2 separate regions of the Mus musculus genome follow, and region 2 is linked to region 1. The links are chromatin contacts, called in public Hi-C maps. All regions are on one chromosome and are shown on one strand. Each heading gives the region's core, a stretch centred on a gene start, on an enhancer-like site or on the middle of the called end of the contact. The rest is flanking DNA. Distances are from core to core; before and after follow the strand shown. Region 1 has its middle 63 kb from the start of Vapb. Region 2 has its middle 5.4 kb from the start of Mir298.

Region 1 (7,914 bases), core at 1,376-3,875:
AACACTTTGCGACAGGTTTCATTGACACCGGTGATGTTCAAATTAACCTGCAGAATTGAATCCAGAGAATCCAGCAGCTTCCGACCATGACTGTGGCTCAGAAGCGCCACAATGTGCTCTGGCTGACAGCTTAGACAAGTCTGTCTCAGTCCGGGACTCATGGGCTCAGTGGGGATGCCCATGCACCGACCATAGTGATCTGGTTCAGGTCATATTGATACTGTGCCAAGTTAATGCTGAACACCCCATCTTCTATCATGCAAGACTTCGGTCAGCCTTGCTTCCCCAAGTGACGATGTGCGCACATTAAGAAGACACCTTGCCTCGGTTACTGTTTGGTTTTGTTTCTCCTACTTGTCTGACCATGATCAACAAATCCATTGATCTCTAGGGCCAAGGGCCACACTCAGATTTTTACTCTCCACACATGTGTCCCGCACTCTGGATCTCCAACTCAACTCCCGGTGTTCTCACCGGTGACCCAAATGAGGAGCAGTCACCCTGTCAGGTTTGAATCTGACAACCCGGGCTCCAGTTCTGGCTTTTCTTGGTGAGTGTCACAAACCCATGGAACTGAACCATCAAGCCACAGAAGATGGCTGCAAAGATCACAGGACACACCACAAAACCACGTGGATCCTTACTCGATCCGTGGCACCATTACCCTCATTACTAGCTACAGCACTCAGCTTTCTCAGCTAGTGACAGGGTCCCCAGAGATTCTGCACGTGACCCCAGATCCCAGGAACATAAACTTCCCTGAGAGATTGCTGGGCACAGAGACTTTGGGGTCCAAGTGTAGAGCAGATAGAGGGGTAAAATGGGGTTCCCCTGGCCTCCCCTCAAACACAGCTGGAAACCTGCAGTGGGAAAGGGATGGGAATACACTGTGAGAGAGTTCTCTACCCCATCTGCAGCCTTCCCTGGAGGCCCTGGCTGGCCAAGGTTCTCTGAGCCCCTCCCAATCCACTTGGGCCCCAGGCTCAGTGGGAAGGGCTGGGTTGGCAAGCCTGATCCAGTAGCTAGCGTCTGGGGTCAGAGGCCACCATGAGAACCGTCACTACTGTAAGATTTGGACACTGCTCACACTAGCATCCTGCCATCCAGGCTGTATCAGTTGTCCTTCTGAGTTGGAGTTGACAACTCTGAAGGGATTACAGCTCCTTAGCTGAAGTCTTGAGTTCAATTCTGAGCAGCCGCTAGGAGCTGTGGGGAGCTGACCCCATGCCCTTGCCAGCCCATCCTGGGGTCACCAGAAGGACCCCTGCTGCTTTGTTCATCCTCAGACAGCTCCCTCGAGGTGGTGCTGGCTCCTGGCCAGGCTTAGGTAAGAGGGCCTGGTGGGATACGGTCTATGTGGCTGCTCTCCGGCTCAGGTTCTCATCTCCCGCCACACACTCAGTGAGCACTGAATAGACCCTGGTCTGTGGCCCACTACAGAGAAAGGGACAATGACAAGCCTGCTGCATGCAGTCAGCAAGCATCTGGGTTTCTGGAACCTGAGGCGGGCAGTGCAGCCTGCTTGGCCCCTGACACAGGGCGAGCAGACAGGCCAGGCAGCACACATGGTGCCTGTGGATCAGGTCTCTGACCAGGTTCTTTCTCCTTCACAGCTAGCGCCAAAGAAACAGCCGGGACTTCAGGGGATGGCCATCTACACTGGGAGACCCAGTGTTAGCAGCCAGTGCCTAATGGTATGCCCATCACTGTGGTCCTGCTCCCACACCCACTGGGCCCTGGATCTCAACTGGGTAAGACTCCCTTAAGCTGCCAACCATGTGCTGCTGGGCTGAGTGGGAGATGTCTCCCTCTGAGCCTTGGCACTGACTTCTGTGAAGTTGAGTCGATTCTCCTGGGTCCCCAGAGGCTGCCTTCCAACCTGAGTGCTTGCTTTCTCTCCTCTGGACCTGGCATCTGGAGGAGGAAACTGTCAGGCATCACGTCCAGCCAACAAGGGTAAAACTGAATGATACATGCAGCCTGTTACACACACACACACACACACACACACACACATACACACACAGGCTTGCCTCTGTTGAGCTGGTGCACTGGGCACACAGTAGGACGTGTGCTAAAGAGGCAAACGGGGATGTGTATAATGTACATTTAGCATGACACTAACTGTGCTGCAAAGCAGAAACGCAGGGTATGGTAACAAATGTCCTAGAGGGTCCCTGGAGATGGTGACATCTGGTTGAGAGAAGTCCCCATTCTGAGATCCACAGGAAGATGGGTCAGGCAGAAAGCACGACCGGTTCAAAGAACTGAGGCAGGAAATAACTGGGCAGAGAGAACCCAGGGTTTCCACCCAGTTCTCCTAGCCCTGCAGCCGTCCACCCTCATCTGTCATAAGCATCAGGTCACTCTTCACCCCCCCCCCGCCCCCAGACTGGGAGCTGAGGGGGAGGGAGTGTGGCTTCCTCGCTTATTCCCGCTCCCCCTCCCCACACCCCTGGGTCTCCTCAGCCCATTCCATTCTGAGGTCAAGGACTGAACTTGCCCTGTCCTCCACATGCCTCCTGAGCTCATGAGGAAATCTGCCTGCCAAACATCTGCTAGCGCTTTGGGTGCCGGGAGGAGGTAGGGCGCCGGCTCTCCAAATTGCTCCTAGCACTTTTCCCAGGCTCTGGGCTGCAGCCCTACCTTATTCAGCCCAACTGGGACCTAGGCAGCTCCTAGCAGAGTCACTGAGTGCACAGAGAGGGAACGTTATGTTGTCCGTTCTGGCCTGCAGCAACACTCCGGAGCAGTTCTAAGAAACTTCTAGAACTTTCTTCCTAGAAAGCCCCACTGTACTCTCCAAGTAGGCCTTGTTGCTTTCTGAGAGGCATGTAGAAAGGGGTCAGTAGGGCTCAGACTTCGAGATGATAGTCTGGATGTCCGAGGAAGGTCATTCCATATTCCAGGCCCCATCTGAGGTTCTCAAATGTACAGGGTGACTTCCCTCACTGTAGCAACCGCCTGGTCTATTAGCCACTGACTATTTTTCTTCAGACCAACTTACTTTTATTTACTTAAACATATTCATGCATCTTTACAACCTTATTGGGGTATAATTGGCATACAGTAAACAGTACACATTTATAGTGTGATATAATTATTTTTAAAGGATGCCTAACATCGCTGTGGATGCAGAGAACAGCCACTCGCCATAAATAAGAAATAACTGTGAAGAGACTCGGTGAAACAAAACCACATAATTGGGTTCTCTCTAGATTCACGGCCAATCTCGGCCTCAGCGTCTGCTCTCGCTGCGAGAAAGGGAGCTGGGGCTTAAGACTCATTGGGCCTCGGCGGAGGCTTTCTCCGTCATGTTAGCAGAGGGCCTGAAGGAAAACTGGGAGCCATTTTCTGCTTGGATGATAACAACTTAAGTATGAAATCCATATTAAGATGGCAACCCAGGTGGGCACCAGGGAATGAGGGGCGTCCCCTGCTACCCACAGCAATGAGGCCTTGGGAAGGTTTTTCTATCCTTGGCTATGACTATGGGGCTGGGAGTCAGTTTGTTCCTTTCCACTTCTGCACACCCCAGGGCCTAGTAACTCTGCTAGCAGACAAGAGCCTGAAGTCCAGGTCAGCTGACCACCTCTCTCTCTCTCTCTCTCTCTCTCTGTCTCTCTGTCTCTCTGTCTCTCTCTCTCTCTCTATCTGTCTTATCTCTCTGTCTCTATCTTTCTCTCTCTCTCTGTGTGTGTGTGTGTGTGTGTGTGTGAGTGTGTGTGTGTGTGTGTGTGTGTGTGTGCATGCAGAGGTAGGTTGTCAGCCATTCTCCACCTTAGTTTTTTGATACACTCTCTCACTGGGATCTGGGACTCTCCATCCATCCTTAGCGAGATCCTCCTGTCTCTACCTTAGAGCTAGGATTATAGGCACACACCACAACTGCTTTTCACTGTGTGGACAATGAAAATGAAACTCGGGGGACATTATGCTCCTGTGGCATACTTTACCCACTGAGCTATCTTTCTGGTCTTGTTTCGGTATAGTCATTTTCACCAACAGCAATGCAGAGTGGCTGGCCCAGATCCTCCAGCAGCCTGCGACCCCTAGAGTATGTGTTGTCGGGCCCTGGAAACAGCTTGCTACTGGAGGATGAACCAGGGAAAGGGGGCACTGGTCAGAGAGAGACACTTGAGAGATGTCCCTCTGCTCAGCGTCTCTGTCCTTCCCTCGGGAGGTAATCCAAGACAGCACTGGGAGCCTGGCACTAAGACTAAGAGACTAAGTACATTGAGTGGTAGACAGCGACCAAAGCCCCAGTTAGGACCATGAGGTTTGACCAGAAGGAGAACTGGAGACCTTTTATGAAGATGACAAGATGGAGAAGTCCTCCCACCCCACCCCCATTGGGGAAACTGAGGCTATGGGGCCCAGGCTTGAGTGAAAGAGGCTGGGGATGCCAAAGCTTAGCTCAGAAAGAGGGGAACACCCAGATAGGTTTTCATTTCTCTGTTCAATACACATCTCCACCCCAGCAGTGTTTCCAATGCATGTGCCAACACTATGCTGCCTCTATCCAGATGCCAGACCCCATTGTTGTGGGTGGCAGGAGATGCCCCTCATGTACAGGATGGCTGCCCCTAGGTCAGGCCTGGATGCCAGGGATGCTGTGTAAGCTGCTGAGCTCCCAGGTCCCAGGTGACTGCATGGTGGCCCTGGGCTTCAGCATGCATGAACTTAGTCTGCTGCACCTGCAATCTCACATGCAACAGCAACCTGGCGTGGCACCCCATCTAGTCGAGGAGTTGTTCCTTGGGGATGTCCCCACAGAATGGGCAGAGAGACAGCACTGCCATCCCACTGGCTACCAGTGTCCCCTGCAAAGTGCTCTGGTGAGTATGGAGCCCTGTGGGGATGCTCTGGCGCCAGCCCAGCAGGTCCTATAGTCTGGTCCTGATAAGGGTCTGCCCCACTCTTCACACTGCCCTCTGGTCAGCTAACCTCAGGACATTAGTACATCCCGTTACCTCTGTGTGAGCCTTCTGGTCTCCACTTCTGCAGGGCTAGATGAATTTTGTAGAGAATAACACAGTTCACCCTCCTTACCCTAGCCATTCTTGGCATGCATCTCCTGGGTTTGGTCTTCGTGATTCTTGCAAGACCCCATAGCTGTCCCTGCAGGGCACAGTGGCTCAGGCAGGTTTCTTCCTGTTTGGTCCTGGTCCCTCTATTACCCACTCTGCACATCTCCTAACACCCAGCATCCCTGCTGTTAGGGAGCCTGCCTGTCACCTCCTCGCAGACACTAAGTACTTCCTTAGGGGAGTTCTGTGGCACCACCCAGTGTGGGGTCTGGCATCTAGATAGAGGCAGCCATAGTGTTGGCACATGCATTGGAAACACTGCTAGGGCTGTGGTTCTCTCTTAGTGACATCCTTCAGGAGCCCAGGGTGGCCAGGGGACAAACCACTGATGTGTGTGTGCACACGTGCTGATGTTATAGGTTGTAGCATCAAACTCCACACACGTTATGGAGTTAGTATAATGAACAGAGGTGGAGTTGGGCTGTGGGCAGAAACTCTCACTACTGAAGCTTAGTGGAAACAAAGGAGGTGGGCAGTGTTTAGGACTGTGGATTGGGACCTGGGCCTCTGTGGGTCCATGTGAGGCCTGTGGTCCTCTTTGTTTCTGTCTTCCTTTGTTTCTTTTTTTCTTTCTTTCTTTCCTGTTGTTGTTGTTGTTGTCATCATCGTTGTTTGAGATAGACCTTCTTGTGTAGTTCTAACTGTCCTGGAAGACACTCTTTAGACCAGGTTGTCCACAGACTTAAAAATCTGCCTGCCTCTGCCTCTCAAGTTGCTGGGATTAAAGGTGTGTACCACCACTGCCTGACTTTTTTTTAAATGTTGTTCTCATTTCTAACACATGGTCTATGGGCTGATCCCCAGAATAGAGGGGCTCTAGCTATAGGGATCAGCCCCTCCATGAGATTCCAAAGCGACCCTAAAGCGGCCATACAATTTCAACTGTATGGAAGCACCATGCTGTCCCTAGACTGTAGAAGAATGGGGCTGTCAGCCTAAGGATGGGATTGGTAGAGTTGTTGATGCTGAGGCCTTCTCTGGCAGCTCTTAATGCCTGAGCACCCTCCTCAGAAAAACATTGAGAAAAATCTTTTGAAAATTTAAAAGGCATCGGGCAGCACTCAGGATACAGAGGCAGGAGGATCTTTGGTTTGAGGCCAGCCTGGTCTACAGAGTGAGTTCTAGGACAGCCAAGGCTATACAGAAACCCTATCTCAAAACAACCAAGGGGGTAGGAGAGAAAGAGAGGAGAGGAGAGGAGAGGAGAGGAGAGGAGAGGAGAGGAGAGGAGAGGAGAGGAGAGGAGAGGAGAGGAGAGGAGAGGAGAGGAGAGGAGAGGAGAGGAGAGGAAAGGAAAGGAAAGGAAAGGAAAGGAAAGGAAAGGAAAGGAAAGGAAAGGAAAGGAAAGGAAAGGAAAGGAAAGGAAAGGAAAGGAAAGGAAAAAAGGAAGGAAGGAAAGGAATGAAAGAAAACAAAACTAAAATATAGAAGGCATTGTCTTTAAATGAAAGTCACTTACACTGAAATAGCCTTCAGATGTGAAGCTGTGACACTGGGTAGCTGAGAACAGGAATTCTTTCTTCACTGTCAAGTCCAAGCAGTAGTGATAAATGCAATGTCTGCAACACGGACGAGGGACAGGCTGACACTCAGGGGCAGCTGGTGACACTGAAAGAATACTGCTTATTGTTAATAGAGATGAAGGCAGATTAGGACTCTGGGTCAGGAACTTCTGACCAGCGTACCCCATATTTATTTAATCAGATTAAACATGGTAGCTCACATCTGCAATCCTAGCACTTAGAAGGCAGAGGCAGGGAGTTCTCAAAAAACCAACAGAACAACAAAGTACAAACAAATGGACAGAGGGAAGAATAAATTCAGCTCTCTCTCAGGAGCTGTTTGAACCTTGGGCCATTCAGCCATCACAAAGCATACATTGAGTGCCTACTGTGTACTGTACACTCAGTTGCAAAGCTAACCGGGGCAACTTCTGCTCCCCCATAGCAACCGTTTGTGAGAATCCCAGGGGTGAACACTAGTGAGGAGAGTCCAAGCCCACCTGCCTTCCTTACACTTTCCAAGTGTCCCCAAAACCCAGGATCTGGGAGGCAGAGAAGCAACACTGCTGAACAGAAAGAGAGCCTCAAGGCTCTTTCAAAATGACCTCGAAATGAATCCCTCTCCACTGAAAACTGCCTCTGCTACTCAAGCCTTAATTCAGAGGTAAAGTTGATTGCCAGCCCCCCACCTCCTTGTTCCAAGAGACACCATAATGGCTGACTGGGTCCGCTCTCCTGGGAGGAGTTCAGGGGCCACTATCCCTTCCCTTCCTGCCACCTGGCCAGTCCCGGTGGCCTCCACAGGCTGGAAAAGTGATTGAGAAACAAGACACATAGAAAGATGTCATTGCAGACCAGCGCCAGATGCACAGACATTAAATTAAAGGTCTGCTCAGCCACCCCCCTCCTGGGGAGGGGGAGGAAGATCGTTTGAGAAGAGGAAATGCTACAGTCAAATCCCCAAATAGCGCCTCTGCTCTCGGGGGGCCGAGCCTTGCCCACGACCCAAACCAGATGGTAAACACTGAACATTTTTAGAAGTTAATTTAAAACCAATTTGATCCCCAAATTTATCACCCGGATATAGAATACTAATCAATCAGTCCGTGCTCCACCACAGTCATCACCTCTGGGGCTTAATTAGAAATTGGTACGTGCCATGGGAGAAATGGCGTGGTGGAATGGGCTCACATCAGCATGAAGTTGGCAAGTGTGAGTCTGGGGGCTTTGTCTGTTAACACATTGGCCTCTGTTGAGGACACCCTGGAGACCTTCAATGGGGACAGGAGCATTGTGTCATCCTCTTTAGCTGCCCCTGAACT
Region 2 (7,497 bases), core at 3,828-6,327, 470 kb before region 1:
AGTGGGATGGCTTAGTGGGTAAGCCTGCTGCCAAGCCTGAAGACCTAGCCACCCACCCATGTATACTGGAAGGGGAGAGCTGAATCCTACAACTTGTTCTGTGGTCCTTCCTCCATGAGCCATGGCACAGGCACACCCCACATGTAATACCCAAGTATACTTTTAAAACTTTAAAACCATATTTTAAAAAAAAAGATATCACAATTTCATAGACTTCACTTCAGGGAAGTAGGGGTAATTAAAGACATGCACAGAGTATTTTAAGTGTGTGACATCACAGAAATGAACTCCCAAGGCCATTTCATAAACTCTCAACATCCCTTTGTAATAAACTCCTTGAACCAGCCAGAAGCAGCTGTGTGTAGTGTAACAAAGGCCATAGATGACAGATCTGCAGCCAGCATTCTACTACGTGGGGACAAATCAGAACCTCCATTATGGTCTAGGCCAAGAGCAACGAGAGCAGAGAAGCAAGCACAAGCATGGCTCATGGAGAGGAGGAAGTGGAAGCATTCTTAGCAGATGACATGGTTCCACACAGAAGACCTTAGCCCAGGGGAAACCCTGAGAACCAACACTGTCAGCACAGGACAGGACAGTCACAAACCTGACACATCATGTGCTCCAGCAACAGACCCAAGGAGACCAGAGAAATGGTCTCTTCGAGTTGCTTCCAAAACAAAACAAATCAGCCCTTGCAATAGGCTTTTTTTTTTTTTTTTTTTAGGTAATTTTTGTTTTGCTTAACACCATAGATTTCTTTTGAAATTTTATCATCATAAAATCTCAGGGTAGGACCTCTCAGCTCAGTGTGCTCTTGGGTAGAGTTCAGCCTTTGGTAGGCCTGAGCGTCTTTTACTGTAAAATTGTTTTCATGTCATTCTTCTGGTTTGTTCTCATCCAGCAGTCGGTTGTCAACTTGTGGATTGTATGCGATCCTGTTAGGGTCAAAGGGCCCTTTTAGGGTCACACAAGACCATCGGAAAGAATGTAGATATTTACATTATGATTCATAACAGCAGAGTGATAGTTATAAAGGAGCAATGAAAATAATGTTATGACTTGGATAAGCACAGCATGAGGAACTGTGTAAAAGGGTTGCAAAGTTAAGGTTGAGAGCGGCTGCTCTAGTCAGTTGGATGCCATCTAGTTAGGCTTCTGCTTTTATTCTTCTGAGTTTTTTCTAATTACTTCACCCTTAATTTATGACTCACTGTGTTTTCTGAAATTACACAAGAGAGGAGCAGTCTTGTTTGACTTGCTTTTTAAAGAGCTTTTTCTCTCCAGTCACTGCTTTCTGCGTGTTAGGTGGTTGGTGTTAGCATTGATGCTGGGAACGGGGGCGGTAATGCCTATAAAGGTGTTAAGCCCATGGCCGAGGTGGTGGGAAGGGAAGGGGACTTAATCATCTTGGGTAGAAAGAGCCCCAACGGTCAGACCCAGCCAAGCTGCATTGTGTCTGTGTGAAATACAACTCTAATTTCCTTTCAGTGGGTTTGCTTGTTTTTGAGACAAGATAGGCCATGGAATAGAGAGAACCCAGAGTGAGGTTGGATGGTGGTCGTCTGTTGTAGAGCCTGCCTCCCTACTCTTCTTGTCGGGGCATCATGCTGCAGAGTGGCTTATGCATGCCAAGGTGCTACAGAGCCTCCAAAGGAGCAGTGGTTTATTTCTAGGGCACACAGCACAGGGAGCTAACCGATACTTGGATATACCAGGAGATGCCTTCCTGGGAATGTGTCCTGTGCACTTGAGCTGAGGCTGAAGGCTGATCCTGTGGTGGCAGGGGTGGTACAGGCAGTCAGCAGGATTGTGGGACAGCGGGATGAGTCTGGGAGTGTTGTTGAGTGGTAGGAAGCCCTTACCCTGGGACCAGGAGGTGCCTAATCAAGTTTGTTTCAAAGCTCTTATCTGGTACCAGGTTTAAGAGATAAATGGGAAAACCAGAGTTGGTGGTGACTACAGAAATATATGAGATGGGAGGTGGTAAGAGAGCTTCAGTGACTAATGCAGAAGCCAGCCACAAAGCTTGAGGACAACATCCCAACACCCATGTTGGGATGGATCTGTGTATCCTTCATTGAGTGAGAGAAATAGGGAACACAGCTGGTTGTGTGATAGCACTCCAAGTTCCCACATGCTGAGCATCCTTCTGCACTAACCTGTGGGGTTCGAAGTAGTCTTGGGCCCCACAGGAAAAGGCATCAGATGCTGCAGAGTTTCAGTCTGGCCCTTGATGGAGAGAAGTAGGAAAGCCGGTGCCAAGGAACCCACCTTTGCGTGCTCCACATTACTTCTGGCTTGTTGGTCTTGCAAGTTCTAGAACTAGAAGAGACCAGAGAGACCCAGCCTTAGCCACCCTCAGTTTACAAGTAAGGACACAGGCTGGGAGAGGGAAGGGAGGGAGGGTCTTAGAGTCTAGGAAAGCCAGCACGTGAGCTCAGTTTGCATAGTCTGAACTCTCTCTCAGATTTTAATGCACCACAGGAAGAGTGGCCCAGCACTCAGATGCCAGCCCTCTTGACATCAGATCTATTTCTTTCTACAACCAAATGGACACTTGACAGTTCCACATTCTTTTCTTGATCACTTCAGTGCTGACATTCCACTGGCTCCTTTTTGAAAAGGCAGGAACTTAGAAGTGCCTTGGAGGCTAGAAATAGAACTATACTATGCCCCAGTAGTCAAGCCTGGCCAAGTCTACACAAGGCCAGAAGGACTTGGCCAAGGCAAAAGCTGATGTAGTTCGGTGGTGTACTTTTTCTGCTGGTTATTCAAAAGTCTATCCATCTCCTAAAGCTCCCATGATTACTTAAACCTCGCACCAGACAGTGGAGGTACAAAAAGGCGAGCCTGCTGTGTCTCAAGATGTCTGCTCCATGAACCCATGGCAGACTAGAAGCTCCACTGGGTATATGTGGTTGTCTAAATGATATGTACTATCTAATAACTTCACAAAAACCACATAGAGCTAAGGCTTAAGTCACTTTGTGCTCAGAGTCTCTGCGTGGGAGAGGGCTGGGATTGTTTTCCTTGCTTGTGGGGCTAGGGCGTGACCTTGGCTTAATCACTCTTTGCCCATCAGAGAGGTAGGTTAATGTCAGCAAACAGTATTTCTGAGCTTTGCTGTGAATGGAAAGTGAGGAAGGACTTGGAGGAGTGGGTAGTGGTGGGGTCTAGGGAAGGAACGGGGAGCTCTAGGTTGTGGGTTCATTTTCTTTAGTCTGGGGGGTGACCGGACTTGTACAAGGCCATTTGCCAACCTTGGTGGTGACTCCTAAAGAGCTCACTCGGATCACAGGCACTCACCCCTCCTTTAATAGCACCAAAGCCCAAAAGAGACCCCCCCTCTTCTAATCCTGGATCTAGACATTTGAAGCTAGGAATGGCCACAATTTAAAGAATGCGCTCAAGTTTAGAAGTCAAGGTCCTTGTCCCCAGCCCCACCTGCTGCCTCTCCCCTGGCATTGTTGAGTTAGTCACAGTGTAAGTAGAGTAGTGGTGGTCATTACAGACGACTATTGTCGTATTGCTCTCAGTGCATTTAACAGAGTAAGCTGCCTGTTCCATAACCCCTTTGCTTTCTCCTAGACAGGGTTTCACTCTGTAGCCCCGGCTATCACATGCTCACTTTGTAGACCAGGCTGGCCTTGAACTCAGAGATCTGCCCTCCTCTACCTACCCAGTGCTGGATTAAAGATTTATGCCACCATACCCAGACTGATTTTTTTTTAATTGACTTATGCGTGGTGGTAGTGGGGGTGGGGGCACACATGTACAGAGGTCACAGGACAGTTGTGGGTTTTGGAAATGGAGCTCAAGTTCTCAACAGCAGAGCAGACATCGATCCTGTCCCCCTGCCAGCCGCCTCCTGACGCCCAGCGGGGATGTTAACGCTCTGGGGAAGAGGAGACGGATTCTAGTTCTAATAAGTTGAATTGCAACCAGGATAAATGGCTTGGGCCTATTTTCTTTCCTTGACATTTGCCTCCTAATAATACATGGAAGAAGACATTGTCTTGAGGGACTTGGCTGTGACATTTACCATCTTTGGACACGTTTACTTTGCAGAGGAAGCAGCCTTTATCATAAAATGCTTGACCTGTGGCCTTTGGCTTCAGGGAGCTGCTTCCTAGATTCCTTGGGCCAGGAAAGGCCCTGCTTCCAGCCAGAGCCTTTACATGAGTCTTTCAAAATATTTCCAGAATCCTATTTTCATGTACACATTCTTACGCCTATTAAGGCGGTTTTTAAGTATACCAAGTACAGGTGAGGCTAGCAAGCCCAGGTGATGGCTGTGCATCTCCCCTGGAGCCTTTCAAGGTATAGAAAGCACGAAGCTCCCTTGGTAGTCTGGGACAACAGTGACTTTCCTTATCCTCCAGTTAATGGTCTTTTGGTTCTTTGGATAAGTAGAAGCCACCCTCAGCCAGGCGGCGGTGGCGCACACCTTTAATCCCAGCACTTGGGAGGCAGAGGCAGGTGGATTTCTGAGTTCGAGGCCAGCCTGGTCTACAGAGTGAGTTCCAGGACAGCCAGGGCTGCACAGAGAAACCCTGTCTCGGAAAAAAAAAAAAAAAAAAGCAGAACCCACCTTCTCTGTCCCCTAGAGAGAAAGTAGGGAGCATTTGAGCAGCCGCCCCATGTTCCTTGTGAGGTGCCATCTCCCAGGATGGGAACTGCCTTGGGCCTCAAGTGCAGATAAAAGCCTTAAGAGCTCCCTGTAGCTACCCCTTGGACAGCCTCCAGATTGGTCTTTGGCAGTCTCTGTTTTTTCCAAGGCCAAGTCAATGTATGTTCAGTAGCAGGCACCAGGCACATCCAGCTCTGCCCTTTTGGGAAGAATGTGTGGTGGGGACACTTGGAGTCCACCTAATGACAGTTGTCGCTATCTGTGTGGAAAGATTTTGTCCTAGCCAGTTGCTAGGCCTCTTTGTATTATATTAATAGCAGGGCCATGGGGTCTACTGGGGTTGGAAGCCAAGGAGAAGAGGACAGCTGTGGCGGACATCACACCATGCTCTAGGCATGTGCTCCCATATCACAGGCACACAGATGGCCTACACCTTGTCCTGCCGCTCAAAACGCCCCCAGTCCCCTGCCTGGCTTCTCCTTATAGGGGCAGGAATGGGCTTGTGTGGGCCATCCGTGAGGTGAAGGAGCCAAATTAAGAAAGCCTGACTGGAAAGGGGTTTGACTGGCCTGAGCTGTCAGTCAACAAGCAAGTGTGCTGGGGGCCAGGCATGTGGAGCCAAGGAAGGCAGCAGTAGCCCGACAACTGCGAGCATTGGCTCCTGTGTGGCTTTAAATGTCACAGGCCAAATGGTTGCTCAGTTGGCAGCAGGGTGGAGGGAGGGGGCTTGGAGGATGCATTCGCTATGACTAGATATGGTCAGAATTAGGGACTGAACAATGCCCGGTCTGAGAAGAGGAGCCATGAGAACAACGAATAACCCGGAGACAGGGACAGATGAGGAGTAGGAGCTGGGGCCAAGTGCAGGCAGGGCTGAGGAAGCTTCAAGGACAGTCTAGAGCAGGAAGACCCAGGTAAACCGACTCTCACAGGAACTGGATAGGGAGAAGGCCTGTGGGCCAGGACCTATTCTGGTATCAAAGAGAAATGAGTGTCAAGGTGTTCCTAGGGCTTCTTGCATTTTTCCTTAGGGCTCTAGGCAAGAAGCTGAATAGGTCCAAAGTAACACAGACCAAGACCTAGACCTCAGAAAGAACGAGCAAATTTGAACACCCACCATTGTAAGATCAGAACTAGAAAACACCCTCTGGTCCTAGTTCTGTCTAGATAAATGATACTTTAGCCATGCATTTCCCCCCATTCTTTCTGTCTGAATAATAATAGCTTATTCATTGATGTTTGGATATTCGATTTTACTACAATAATCAGATACTTAATTTATAACATAAAGGAGCCTCTGGTCCTCTGAATCTGCCATCCACGTGTCCGCAGATGGCTGTGGGCAAGGGGCGGCCGCCCCCTGTTGTTCAGCTTTGGTGCCTGCTACCAGCCAACCTTGTCACTCAACTGAAGAGGGAGCTGGCTTTTGTAGGCATTTGCCCTTTGCCTTTTCTGAAGTAGTGCAGCTGTTCTTGTCCCAGGAACACGGGCCGTCAAAGCTGAGTTGTTGGGCACGTGATCTTTGACTTTGCTATGACATTGGTCTAGGAGGCTGAGACTTGTTCATGAACATAAGCTGGGTCTGCAAAAGAGAAGACCAGGGGATAAACAATGAACTTCCATTGGGGCTTGGGATAGGCTTGATAATCCAGCACAGTTGCCTGGTTCCCTCCTTGTGGCCCCTTAGTAACCTGTGGCTTGTACCACAGAGTTAGGCAATTGCCATGGCAACAAAACATCTAAGCTGTCTGTCCCTGGGCCTCCCTTCACCCCAACTGAGTAGGGCCTAGCCTGGCATAGAGAGGATAGAAGTCACCAAGAAGGTCCTGGTATCTGCAGCTTGCCTCTCTCAGCATATGAGCAGACAGGGAAGGAGGCTCCTGTGTTCATCTCTACCCTATGTCTCCTGGGTTCCCTCCATTTCCTTCTCCCCGGCTCAGTCTTGCTTCTTGGGAAAAGGTATTTTTCTTGGAAACAGTGAGACTTGGTTGATCCCTATCTCCCAAGGCCTAAGTCCTGTGGGCTTCAGGATGGCACTGTGTCACTATGTCGCTGTGTGAGTTGCTTATTGCTCCAAGCTCAGCCTTAGTAATTCAGAAGGCCTCATTCTTATTGACCTGTTTGTAGAGTCTGCAGCGCAGAGGCCTAGGCCTTGGGGGACTACGTGTTCATTTAATTCACTTCAACTTCATGGCAACTAGAGAGAAGCCTAGCTGCAGCCGAGCTCCCAACTTGCCGAGGGCCACCTCGCTGAGGAGTAGGAGTCAAGCCCGCTTCTGACTGAGGGGGTAGCTGGTGTCCAGAGCCTATTTTCCAACCCTGGCGGGCACTGAAAAGCCTTTTGAAGGGGGTCCAAGATGATACTTAGGCTGAGCTGAGTTTAGGCCATCAGAGACCTCGGTGCAGCAGAGCTGTGAGGGAGATAGCCGCTGGGGCTGAGGGCATAGGTTTGGGATGAGCTGGCTGGGAGCTATAGGAAGGCACATAGGAGCACACTTAACAAGCACTGAGGGCCACATGTGAGGTGTCTACTTGGAGGAGTGGCTCGTGGCTCCTAGCTGCCCTTGCAGGGGCTCTGGTACACTCAGGAGTCAAGTGGTTCTTCATGTGAGCAGAAGCTGAGGGGTGACTGGGGCTGATGGAGGTCTGAGCTACCCTCGAATGAGGATTTGGGGCAATGTTCACCGAAACGGTCAAGTCAGAGAGGCTTTCTCTGGGGCCTCTGACAGTGTAAGCAAGAGGCACCCTCCCTCGTACTTGTGGGATCTTCAGCTCTTTTGCAACTCAGCCTGTAGCTAGGGATGGGTCTTTGTAGTCTGCTGGACAGATAAGACAGACATCCACCCCAAGTGAAGATACAGAGC

Evidence for each region. A called contact is a pair of places that touch in the nucleus more often than the background predicts.
Region 2: a contact with region 1 is called in a Hi-C map of muscle stem cells, with 1.8 times the contacts expected there. The contact joins two enhancer-like sites. A contact is called at or near these places in 23 of 39 promoter capture datasets (the 3T3-L1 cell line, 3T3-L1-derived adipocytes, the C10 cell line and 12 more), 2 of 15 datasets of contacts at CTCF or cohesin (embryonic stem cells and pro-B cells), 49 of 484 Hi-C or Micro-C datasets (the AtT-20 cell line, DN3 thymocytes, LSK cells and 20 more), 18 of 115 datasets of contacts at active chromatin or transcription factors (craniofacial prominence, embryonic forebrain, embryonic hindbrain and 9 more) and 4 of 9 other capture datasets (adipose tissue, embryonic stem cells, liver and 1 more).

Annotation. Positions count from the first base shown.
Region 1 is chr2:173,796,247-173,804,160 of GRCm38.p6, reverse strand. It overlaps the pseudogene Gm14371. Among named protein-coding and RNA genes, the nearest start is that of Vapb, 63 kb to the right of the region's middle. Within about 2 kb of position 2,625, at least 27 of the 459 cell types and tissues checked have an H3K27ac peak or open chromatin away from gene starts, as enhancers often do. A contact at or near this core is called in muscle stem cells, where this site is marked.
Region 2 is chr2:174,269,236-174,276,732 of GRCm38.p6, reverse strand. No RefSeq gene overlaps it. Among named protein-coding and RNA genes, the nearest start is that of Mir298, 5.4 kb to the right of the region's middle. Within about 2 kb of position 5,077, at least 9 of the 459 cell types and tissues checked have an H3K27ac peak or open chromatin away from gene starts, as enhancers often do. A contact at or near this core is called in muscle stem cells, where this site is marked.